Linked DNA regions of Hordeum vulgare: all the other regions are linked to region 2. Evidence: chromatin contacts called from public Hi-C data. All regions are on one chromosome and are shown on one strand. Each heading gives the region's core, a stretch centred on a gene start, on an enhancer-like site or on the middle of the called end of the contact. The rest is flanking DNA. Distances are from core to core; before and after follow the strand shown.

The links. Hi-C and Micro-C count contacts between places; a contact is called where the count stands out from the background.
Region 1: a contact with region 2 is called in a Hi-C map of leaf, with 3 times the contacts expected there. The contact joins the enhancer-like site here to the promoter of LOC123443739 in region 2. A contact is called at or near these places in 2 of 6 Hi-C or Micro-C datasets (leaf and seedling).
Region 3: a contact with region 2 is called in a Hi-C map of leaf, with 4 times the contacts expected there. The contact joins the enhancer-like site here to the promoter of LOC123443739 in region 2. A contact is called at or near these places in 2 of 6 Hi-C or Micro-C datasets (leaf and seedling).

Annotation. Positions count from the first base shown.
Region 1 is chr3H:323,068,989-323,072,543 of MorexV3_pseudomolecules_assembly, reverse strand. No RefSeq gene overlaps it. Among protein-coding and RNA genes, the nearest start is that of LOC123443739, 240 kb to the right of the region's middle. Within about 2 kb of position 1,828, at least 2 of the 3 cell types and tissues checked have open chromatin away from gene starts, as enhancers often do. A contact at or near this core is called in leaf, where this site is marked.
Region 2 is chr3H:322,826,528-322,830,462 of MorexV3_pseudomolecules_assembly, reverse strand. LOC123443739 reads left to right here and starts at 1,765. Exons shown (of 5, transcript XM_045120256.1): 1 at 1,765-1,854; 2 at 2,350-2,526; 3 at 3,101-3,241. The coding sequence starts at 2,373.
Region 3 is chr3H:323,004,883-323,008,437 of MorexV3_pseudomolecules_assembly, reverse strand. No RefSeq gene overlaps it. Among protein-coding and RNA genes, the nearest start is that of LOC123443739, 180 kb to the right of the region's middle. Within about 2 kb of position 1,392, at least 2 of the 3 cell types and tissues checked have open chromatin away from gene starts, as enhancers often do. A contact at or near this core is called in leaf, where this site is marked.

The sequences.
Region 1 (3,555 bases), core at 579-3,078, 240 kb before region 2:
CCTGGAAAAGAAGCTACCAACTCCCTCTTTAGGAGTAGAGATTTGACTCTTAAATATCGCAGTCTGTGAGAATTGGGTGTTCTCAAATGAATTCATGAAAGGCCCTATATGATGTATATGATCCACCGCGCTTAAACCTTGCGGCAGCCCAGTATTGATCAAGGATTTATGTGAAACTAGTCTTACAAAAGGCTTGTAGTTTAAGGCATAGCCCACTATTCAAGGCGTGTACTAGTGTAGCATAAATTTTAAATTGAAGTTCAACTTAACACTCTCTATCAAGAACCGGTATATAAACAATGTTTTGGAACTAAGAGATGAGGTGTGGCAATGAGACTTTGTGAGGGTTGTTGGATTTTTTCTATTAGGCCTTTTGGCCCAAAGCCCATCTAAAATCTGAAATTCTCATGGCCCATATAAGTTGGGAGATAGCTACACCTTTTTATAAGGTGAGCTTTTCTAGCACTTGTAAGGGACTGGGAAGAGAAGAGGCCATCGCGCATTCCTCCTCCTCGCTTGCCTCACCACGACGCGTTGCGGGTTGCAGGGTTGAGCCGAGACGAGTTCATACCTAGCTTATTTTTCCCACTCAGGAATGGAGAGTCCTTAGCAGACGCGCCATGATCTGAGACATTGGTGTAACATCCCGGACACACCCGTCGGCGGTCGTTACTCCTGGCGGGATCTAGACTGACCCCACATATCAATACTAGTCTTTTCTGCGCACTTTGTCCTCACTAATGCGCATCCTGGATCAATTTCTCGGTCTGTCACCCAACCTAGAACTACTCCAAGCTAAGCATGCTTAACCTGGGAGTTCTGCTCGAATGGACTCCCGGAAAAGAAGGAAGTTTTTATTGATATGAGTAATCTATCATCCCTAATAAGCGAGGCTATCACAATTGGATAGTGGGCTGAAACCGACTCAGACGTGGGTCGAGTCCACATCTCTCGACACCTCTGCGCGTGCGCGCGCCCACACACACACACACACACACGCACGCACGCACACACACACACACACATATATATATATATATATATATATATATATATAGACACACACACACATGAGGTCCCTCCCAACCCTAGCCAACGATGCAATATATGGTTTCGCACCATTCCAGATCATTGCGCCGCCATCCGAGACTTCTCTATCCCTCCTTCCGGCGTGAACCGTGAGAAGGGACAGCAAGCCTCCTGAACCCCGCCTCTCGTGATTCTGTACGGGGAAGGGGCGATGATGTTTTACAACTGCTGGTAGCGACGATTTCCTCAATGACACTTCTTCCCAATCTCGGCAACCTCTTCCTCAACGACATGGACGACAACATCAACACCGGTTGTTCGACTCCCGCTGCACCGTATGCAATTATGTCCCCTCTTCTTGAGATCGTCCTAAACTTTTTATTTCTAGTCTCTGCTATAGACTTTTCATATATTCGTCTATTATGCTAATTCGCATAATTAATTTAATCTTTGTGTCTATCGTCATGATTTATTTACTGCTTGTTCGGATTAAATCTCATAGTAATTTGTTTATATATTCAATATTAACAAAAACTCATGTTGTCGGAAAAAAGAATTACTGATTAGGGTGCACTGACAAGTTTGTAGTAAATCTCGTTATTATCAGGAACACAGCGGGACGGTTTGCTGCAATGTCCCGCCCATTCCTTCCAATTATTTTCCATCGACCACTACTCCACCAGAAGCTTCCACCTATGCAACAAGAAGGAAAACGTCACGCTGCGCCTGGAGCTGGCCACGCTGCCGCTACGCGATACAACCTTGACTGACACGTTTGATTGATCACGAGAAAAGTACGTGGGTCTGACGTGCCGTGTGGCACGTTAGGATAGGACAGTCCATGCCGTTTCGTTTGAATCTGGCACCGCCCGTTCCTTTCAGTAGCATCGCCCGTTTCTTTCAGTAGTTCTTTTTTTCCTTTTTGATGTGTATCGTTGCTTTCGGTACTTACGGCGATTTGACCTCTCCGTCGAGCGCCATACTCCAATAATGCGGGCAGTGGCGGAGACTGAAATAATTTTTAGATGTGGGCGTGTGGCAGAGCTAAGAAGGAAAACAATCAATATATAATATAACTATATATGTGCCGTTCATGCTCGCTGCCTAGCATATAAAGCTACATTTTGAAATTTAAGTGCAAATTTAAAATTGCTGCCGGAACCATCAAACAAGTGTGTTAGTGTTGATCTCTTTCTAGAAAGGTTATAAAATAACAGTATATAATAGAAAAACTATTTTTTAATTAATAACTAAACAAGGTATATTACGTCAGAAAAACTAAAACATACACGAACGAGGGATCCCAAAAAATAAAATATATATGAAGGAGGGATCCCGACGGCGAATTGATATAAGCTAATATCTATATTTTGAGTACATATAAGTTAATAATTCGAATAATCATTATTCATTCGTAAATTAATTTTTTAGTGATCAACAATTTATAATTAGTACAACTAGCAAAATGGCCCGTGCATTGCCACGAAAAAAACATAATCTTCAATGATGGTGACCATATTATGTTCACATATCATCGCTTGATTTTGAAATTTTATGCACAAACGCAAGAAAATGTTTCTTCTGTTAAATTTATTCACAAGTTGAAGCAATCTTTACATTTTCAAAAAATATATATCATGGTTGTCAAAATTCTTGGTAACTTAAAGATTTATTATGAATTTCAATAAAAAAAATTGAAAATATACAGTAATAATTCGATCCATCCAACAGTTAATTCTTCAAAATTCACATAGTTATATTGTCACAAAGACTTAGAAGCATTAATATTTAACTACACACATTAGATCTTTCATGAACAATTTTACAAATATGGGAACAATTTTAAAATCGAGAACATTTTTTACTATTTACAAACATTTACAAAAATCGTGAATATTTTTTATATTTTGAACGGGTTTAAGGCGAACATAATTTTTTATGTTGGAGGATTTTATTTTAAATTCACAAACATTTTTTGAAACGCATGAAGTTTTTCTAAATAAACAAACATTTTTATAAATCAGTAATATATTTATTAAATACATGAACATTGTTATAAATCAGTAATATATTTATTAAGTTCATGGACATTATGTTTTCGTCAGCATTTTATTTTCAAAATTCCTATTTTTTAATATGGAAAAGTTTATGTAATTATAAATTATTTAAATTAGAAATAAACAAAAATGGAATGGAAAATTTTAAATAAAAAATAAACTATCAAAATAGGCATTAGCTATTTTTAAAATTTTAGGACATTTCTTCAATGCATTAACATATTTTCAATTAGAATACATGGAACTGTATTTGAAATCATGGACTTTTCTTATTGTACAAATATTTTTCTAAAATTGCAACATTTTATTGTATAATATGCGAGCATTTTATACAAAACTCCGGGCAGTTTTTCAAGTCACAAACATTTTATTTTTTAAATATGCTGATTTATAATTTTCAGTTTATTAATTTTAAAGATTATTTGAAGTTCTAAATTATTTAAAATAAAAAAATAAAACAGAACTGAAA
Region 2 (3,935 bases), core at 516-3,015:
TCATGCACGTGTCCCTCAGGACCAACGTTGTGGAGCCGCAGTTGTCGCCGCTCCCGTACTGGAGCTGGTTTGACCTTGTTGATGACAACCGAAAAATCTTCGTGGACCAACGCCGTGGAGCCGCAGTTGTAGCCATTGAATCTTTGCACAGATCTGAAGCACATGACATCAAATCTCGCAATGTGACAAGAAATCCTAACCTCACCTCTACATTGAGTGGCGGGAATCTACGGGGAGGTCCATCAATTACGTCTATACAAACGGACTCGAGAAGGATCCTAGCCCGGAAGACAACTTGAAGAAGAAGCACCACCATTCACTTGAGCGTTGCATCTATGGTGGGTGAAATAGCGTGGCCTAAACTAGTAACCAAACGGATGAACAAGAATTCTCCTCCTCGCTACAGCCGTCGGACGGACGGACAGACGGTAGGCAAATTCACGGGCTCGTCGGTGAAACTTGGAGTAAAGAGTCTACCCTAGACTCCTAGGGTTAGGGGGGGAAAGGTGAACGGGGTCTATACAGGGCTCATCGGTAATAATTTAACTATGTGCATCTTCCATGTTTTTTAGTCATGTTGATGCAAAGGTAGGGACGTAGGGCATAATTGATACTCCCTCTGTCCTAAAATTCTTGTCTTAGATTTGTTTAGATATGAATGTATCTAGTCAAGTTTTAATATTTAGATACATCTATTTTTAGACAAAGTTAAGACAAGAATTTTGGGACGGAGGGAGTATCTTCTAAGTAGTCCTTTCCTAAGTGATCTAAATGCTTTTATATTCTTTTAGGGAGTGAGTATATTCTTTTTTATAAAGGAAACGGAGGGTCAAGTCATGCATTCTATAGGAAGTTGGCAACCACCAGGAATACAAATGGAGTGGAGTACGTGCGTCTCACAACGGAGGGAAATATCCGATCACGCAATCGAGACCGACCAGATGAGTGTGACCTTCAAATACGTTGTTGATAACCACATGCCCTCAGTCACAGGGAACGCTTCAATGCGCGAGAGAACACGGCAGATGCACACGTGTTGGTCCGATCAGTAGCGTACGTATCCGCGGTTAATCTCTTCTTCTTTCTCCAAATAAAAGCATGTATCCATCTGTGTCGGTTTTCCAGACGCTACTGCCTGTCGAACAATACGCAAATTGGAGCTCGGATCCGTTACAGCGATGGGCATCCAAACTACTCCCTCCGTTTTTAAATATAGGTCTTTTAAGAGATTTCATTAAAGGTCTACATACAGAATAAAATAAGTGAATCTATAGTCTAAAGTATGTCTATATACATCCGTATGTAGTTTACTAGTGAAATCTTTACAAAGACTTATATTTAGGAACGGAGGGAGTATGTACGTATCCTATCCGCGAAGACTAGGACAAAACTATTTGCTTCAAGTCTGCCTTGTGTTGCGACGTACGTACACGCTAAAGTGAGTGCACGAGATAGGCTAATGAGACTCCTTGTGTAGCACTTCAGCCTCGACTTAAAGTTTCCTGTTACCTGCAAATCCTACACGCTACACGTGGTCGTCACACGCCGATAAGCATGCTTGTGCTGGTTAAGTCAACACAGAAACCATGCTCATAAACTAGTAACCGCGTTTTGATCTCGTGTTGTTGGTTTACTAGATAAAGAAATGCAATGACCAGTTTCATAAGTTTTAGCCAGGAAACTTCGAAGCTGCCGGTTGCGGGTTGGGGCGCCCGGATCCGATTGAATTGAAGCAACGACTCCAATGCTGGAAGCCATAAAGGGAGGAGCATTTTATTCCTCTGCATATCCCCTGTCCCTCTTCTCCTCTGCTGCAACTCCTCTCCATTTTTCTCATCGTACCCAGCAAAGTAGGTAAGATATCTCTTGCTGTCCTCCCTTTTCTTTTCCTCCTTTTTTAGCGCTTTTTGGAATGATTAGATGGGTGTTAATGAGTTATATAGGTGGTTAGATGGTCGGATCATTTTCTTTTTGTTGTGAGTATCAGCGCATTTTGCTTGGGTCCCTCCTCAATTTTCAGTAACCATGAACGAACCTGGTTGCTACATGAGGCAATACAGATAATGCTTCAGGACAACCATGGATTTGCTTCCAAATTCAAACTAAGCTAGCTATTACAAGGAGATTGCTGTCTTCATCTTGTACCTTTTAAGACACAAGTTATTCACAACTAGTGCAACTGTGCAAAGTTATGCTAAGGTTGACACACTTATTTTGGAACATAGGGAGTAGATCCGAAGCAACAACAATGGATCAGTACAACTTGCTGTAGCATTTAGCATTCTTGAGTACGCTACAGCAGGCGGTATGTTGTTTTATACATGCTCTTTTTTACACCAACTCTTGCAGTGTAAGAGGAAGCACAGAACGAAATGTTTTTCCAGCGCAAGAATTCCAAGAAAGTGAAAAACACCGATGCATCGTCGCCCAAGAAGGACAAAGATAGCCGCGGGAAGAACGACTTCTTCGATCGCGCCAAGGGAGGCTTTGGTGCCCTTGCAGGAAGCATCAAATCAGCCAAGAACGGTTAGTTGTTTCGTTTCGTTCATTTTAGAGGCAAAAGGATGCTCTCTTACAAGAATGCCCCTCCAGCTTCCAACAAAACCTCTTCATCATCTCAGCTCTTGAACCTTTCATACTGTTTGTCATAATAAGTACTACTACTTTAACTGATAGCAGTAGAGTTTTGTCATAACTAGGTGTATTTTTGGTTGCTCAAATCCCATGGTGAGTTCAGTAAAGACATCTCGCGAGTCAAACAAATGAAAATAGAATCGCTAATGTATCCTCTTATTTTCTGATGAATAGATATGTTCAGAAAACAGAAATACTTATTCTGAAAACACTTTTGCGTTTACACCAGAAGAAGAAAAATTCTGACACTGACATAAACAAGACAGCTGGACAACAGCAATACTTAATCATACTATAATGTTTCAGAGTTGAAATGATGTAATTTAATAATTTTGATATTAGCTCTCAGAATTTTTAATGCATTGCGCACTTCTCCCGAATTAGCTGTCCCAAGTCTTGACAGACAGTTGGCTATATGTAACCTTAATAATTTCCTCCACCCTGACCTTTCGGGCCTCATCTACAGACGCTGAAGACAGGGCAGCAAAGGTTCAAGAGGATGTGAACGCCGGCATTGAAGCAATCTTGGAGAAGGGCTCAGGCATTCTTGAGAAAGCGAAGGAGGACGTTGGAGGCCAATCAGAAACAAGCCGCTCAAAGGAACTAGGTACATAATATTCAATTCAGGGTCGTCACTTGAAACGAACATTTCCGGGACATGCAAATATCGCAAATTTCCTTGCGATTCTGGTTGACCATTTCACGCGGAAAACTATACCCTGGAATACATATGATTCGATAGCGCAGCTCAACTTTCATCTTCCAATTAGGTCAAAACAGTTATAAACTGAAACGGACGCTTAGGCAATACAGAAAATACTGTAGTACATCACTCAGGAGGCAGTACATGCTCTCTTTTTTACGTTGTAGGAGTACATACAGAGAACAAACTCCTGTAGATGTTTGCTTCACTCTGCGCTTTCTTAAGCATAAAACACATACGAAAATGGGCAAAAGTCACTAGTCCGTGCGCAGGTGAGATATCCTTTTCTGATATGGCCTTAGAAGGAAATCAACAAGGCATGTGAGTAATTAAAAAAGGTGATGTAACAGGCAGTGATTGCAGAAGTTAATTCCATCCATAATTCCTAGAGTAGGTTGATTCAGGTCATGTGTGAGATTTTTCCCACCATACGTATTGTTTTTTTGAACCTGCGCAACAATCAAACAAACTAAAATTTGAGTGCTGGATATTTGATACTGTAAACTTAATAAATATGTAAATATGTCTGTGTGCGTCGTTGTAGAGGCCTGCTTAAGGCGTGTGAGTTTTATTAAGTTGACAAGTGATCTTTCCAGTT
Region 3 (3,555 bases), core at 143-2,642, 180 kb before region 2:
ATGAGATGCATGACGTCTCTACATGCATTATAGAAAATAATTGTTGGCTATTGAAGGGAGGTTTTAGTCTGAACCTGTTCGGTCTAGAACAATATAAGGGGAAAATATGTGTAACCTCGCATCCTTGCCATCGACACCAAGTCTTATTTTATCATTATTGTGTGGTTGATACTAAGTGATCCATCAGTCTAATAATAATACCTTGCAAACAGAGTATATCATGGTTCCACATTTCTTCTAAACCTCAGTTTGTTTGTGTGTCTGCTCGCGATGGCATCGTTCAGATGTCGTACTGCATTGGTGGTCATTTTAAAGGATGAAAGTTTTCTTTGTGCCGAAGCGCATGTTTTTGTGTTTGTACATGCACGCTAATTTTTTTCTTTCCGTTACAACGCACAGACATATGTCCTAGTTCAATATATACGTCCGCTGCACATCTATTTGGCGCACCAGGCACCCATTACATTGCCCAAGCTAGGCCAGCCCATTATGTTTGCTATTGTCTTTTAGAAATGTTAAAATATGTGTGTGAATTGAGATTCAAACTCTCTAACCACCGGGACATCGCCTCTCTAGTGCGCAAAGAAATTTTGCTTCTGCATTTTATTTCGTTTCTTCATGTTCACGAAAGCCCGGGTTTGTGAAGCTTCCACAAGAATCCCAAATAGATTTTCCCAAATTACGGTTTAGTTTACAAAGGGTTTTATTCAGTTTTTCCTTGTTTCCCTTTTCTTTCCTTTTTTGTTCTTCTAAATGAGTGATTTTATTTAAGAATATCGCCTTCTTTCAAATCGGTGAACCTTTTTAAAATTGACGATTTTTTTACAAATTTGATGAACACTTTTTCAAATTCCATCAACTATTTTTAGATTACATGAAGTTTTTTCAAATTGGATGAAACTTTTCCAAGATTGAAGAGTGCTTTCCAAATTTGGTGAAATTTTATTCAAATTCAATTTTTTGGAATACATGATTTTTTTTCAAATTTAATGAACTTTCTTTAAAAAAAATTCTATGAACTATTCTTAAAAATCTATGAACTTTTTAAATTTTTTTTGAACTTTTCGGAATGAATAATTAAAAAAAAATTTGATGACTTTTTTCGAATTGAATGAACTCTATTTCAAATGAATGAACGTTTTGTGAACCTTTTTTTAAATTTGATGGATTTAAAAAAATCTGAATGAGCTTTTTTGAAATCTCAATTTTTAGGATTTTTATAATGTTTTGTTTTAGTATCTTTGAAGTTAATGGTTTGAATAGTCAACTGGTCAACGGGGACCCCACAAGCAGCCCTCGAGCAAGGGCGATTTGAGCACTTGTCATGTGGGCCAGCCTACCATTCGGCGTGAAGTGCCAACACCATACGTCCGCTCTATTCTGGATGAGTCCCTGGCCTCTTCCCCAACCGACGCACACCCATTGCTTGCCGAGGCGCGACTTTGGGCCTCGCCACGTGGGGTCGGCTGCACCTGTTTTTTCTCTTTCATTTTTTTGTTTCTGTTTCATTCACTTCATTAAAAAATGTCCAGGATTAAAAATAAATGTAATTTCAAAATTACCACGAATTTGCAAAAACGTTTTTTATTAAAAGTATTTGTGAATTTGTAAAAACATTCTGTGAATTTGTAAAAATGTTCATGAATAAAAAAAATGTCCATGGGTCTAGAAAAAATGATAAGGAGTTTGTACAATATTAATAATTAGACAAAAATATTTTATTGTAAAAATGATCACGAATAAAGAAATTTTTTATTATTGAAAAGAATGTTCATAATTTCTCCAACATGTTCGCAACTTATAGAACCGTTCTCGAATTGGTAGTAATTGTTCATATATTCAAATATAGAATCGTATGGACAAGTTTTGAACTATACGAATAATTTTGAATTTGATGACTTTATTGGAAATTTGTGAACAGTTTTCAAAGCAATGATGAATATTACTTCAGTTTTGATTAACCTTTTGTATTTGATGATTTTTTTGTATTTGATCATTTTTAATTCAATTAAGTCATAATGTTCGCGAAACGAAACAAAAATTGGATATTAAATAAAAAGAACATGAAAAAAGAAAAAAGAAAAAGATCTTGAAATGCTCTAGAACGTTCCAAAAACTGGAAGCGGGAACTATACTCCTTGGGCCGGTTTGAAACACATAGAGAGCATACACGTGTCGCACGGGGAATAGAGAAATCACAAATTAAAGAGTATATCTTTTAAAAATCACTCTTGCCTTTCGAGGTTGCGACAAGTGAAACATGTGGGAGTTTTCCCTTTTTTTAATAGATTCGTATTTTTAAATTTTTTTATCTTTAAACCGTGCATTCAAATCTCGAACCATTTTTACCGTTGGGTTTCTCGCATCGAGATCTTTAAAACTAGACCACATGTTGGTAGGTTTTAACGATCTTTTTTATGAAAAAACACACAAAAAACCATGTTTTCGTGCATCTCGGGAAGGCAAAATCATGCCTCTTGCGGAAGCGAAACCGTGTCTCTCGTAGAAAAAAGTAGAAAACATGTTCTTTTCTTTGTGAGAGGCACGGCCGTGCCTTTCGCGAGGGCAACCGTGCCTCTCGCGTAAGAGAACCCGTGCCTCTCATAAAAAACCTAGATTTTTTTTCTTTCCGAGAGGCACGGTCGTGCCTCACGCTAAGGGAAAATCATGCCTCTTACAGAAGCAAAATATCGCCTCTCGTTTTTTCCTTTCTGAGAGGCACGTCAGTGAAAGCAAAACCGTGCCTTTCGTAAAAATCCAAAAAATGCGTTTTTTCGTGCAAAAAATTGTTTTTTTGTCCAAAAGCTACAAAAGACCGGTGAAAAAACGGAACACCAAAAAACTCGGATAAAACCAATCTAAAAAGCCAAAAAACGCGTGCGGAAAAAATGACCGAATGGAACGCTCATAGTGCGACACGTGGCAACGACTGAGAACGCGCCATGGCAGCACATGTGAATGATCGTTGGGAGGCTTTTGAGGGAGTGCTCCCCAACGAGTTGCTCTCGGGGAATATGTACCGAGCGAAACACAAGACTGTGTTGCATACAACGGGTTAGTAGTGGATTGGCCTAGTAACCATGTGTTTCGTAAAGCTAACGTTATATAGTTCATGATTTTGTTTATACTTTCGATGTACCAAAATACTTATACTTGAGGAAACTTTTTGTCGTGGTATTTCTGGGACAGATTCCATGGGGTGGCTTAACTCGTGATTTGGGGTCGATGGGCGTCTCGGAACGGATATAGGCGCAACACACATGATGCTGGTTTACCCAAGTTCAGGGCCCTCCGATGAGGTAAAACCCCTAGTCATGCCTGTGTGATTATATATGAATCACAATACAAAGGTTGCTCCTTGAGCTGTTCGCACGAAGGGAGTTGGAGCACTGGTTGTCGGTCTCGCTGCCTCATGTCGTGCTCTATGCATGTTTCTCCTACGTGTTTCACCTCTGGAACCTGCCTCTGTCGGTGGGCATGGCTGAGGCTTTATAGTGCAGCCAGGGGTTACACTGGCAACGGTAGGATACAAGGTGGGGGCCGGCTATGGAGGCC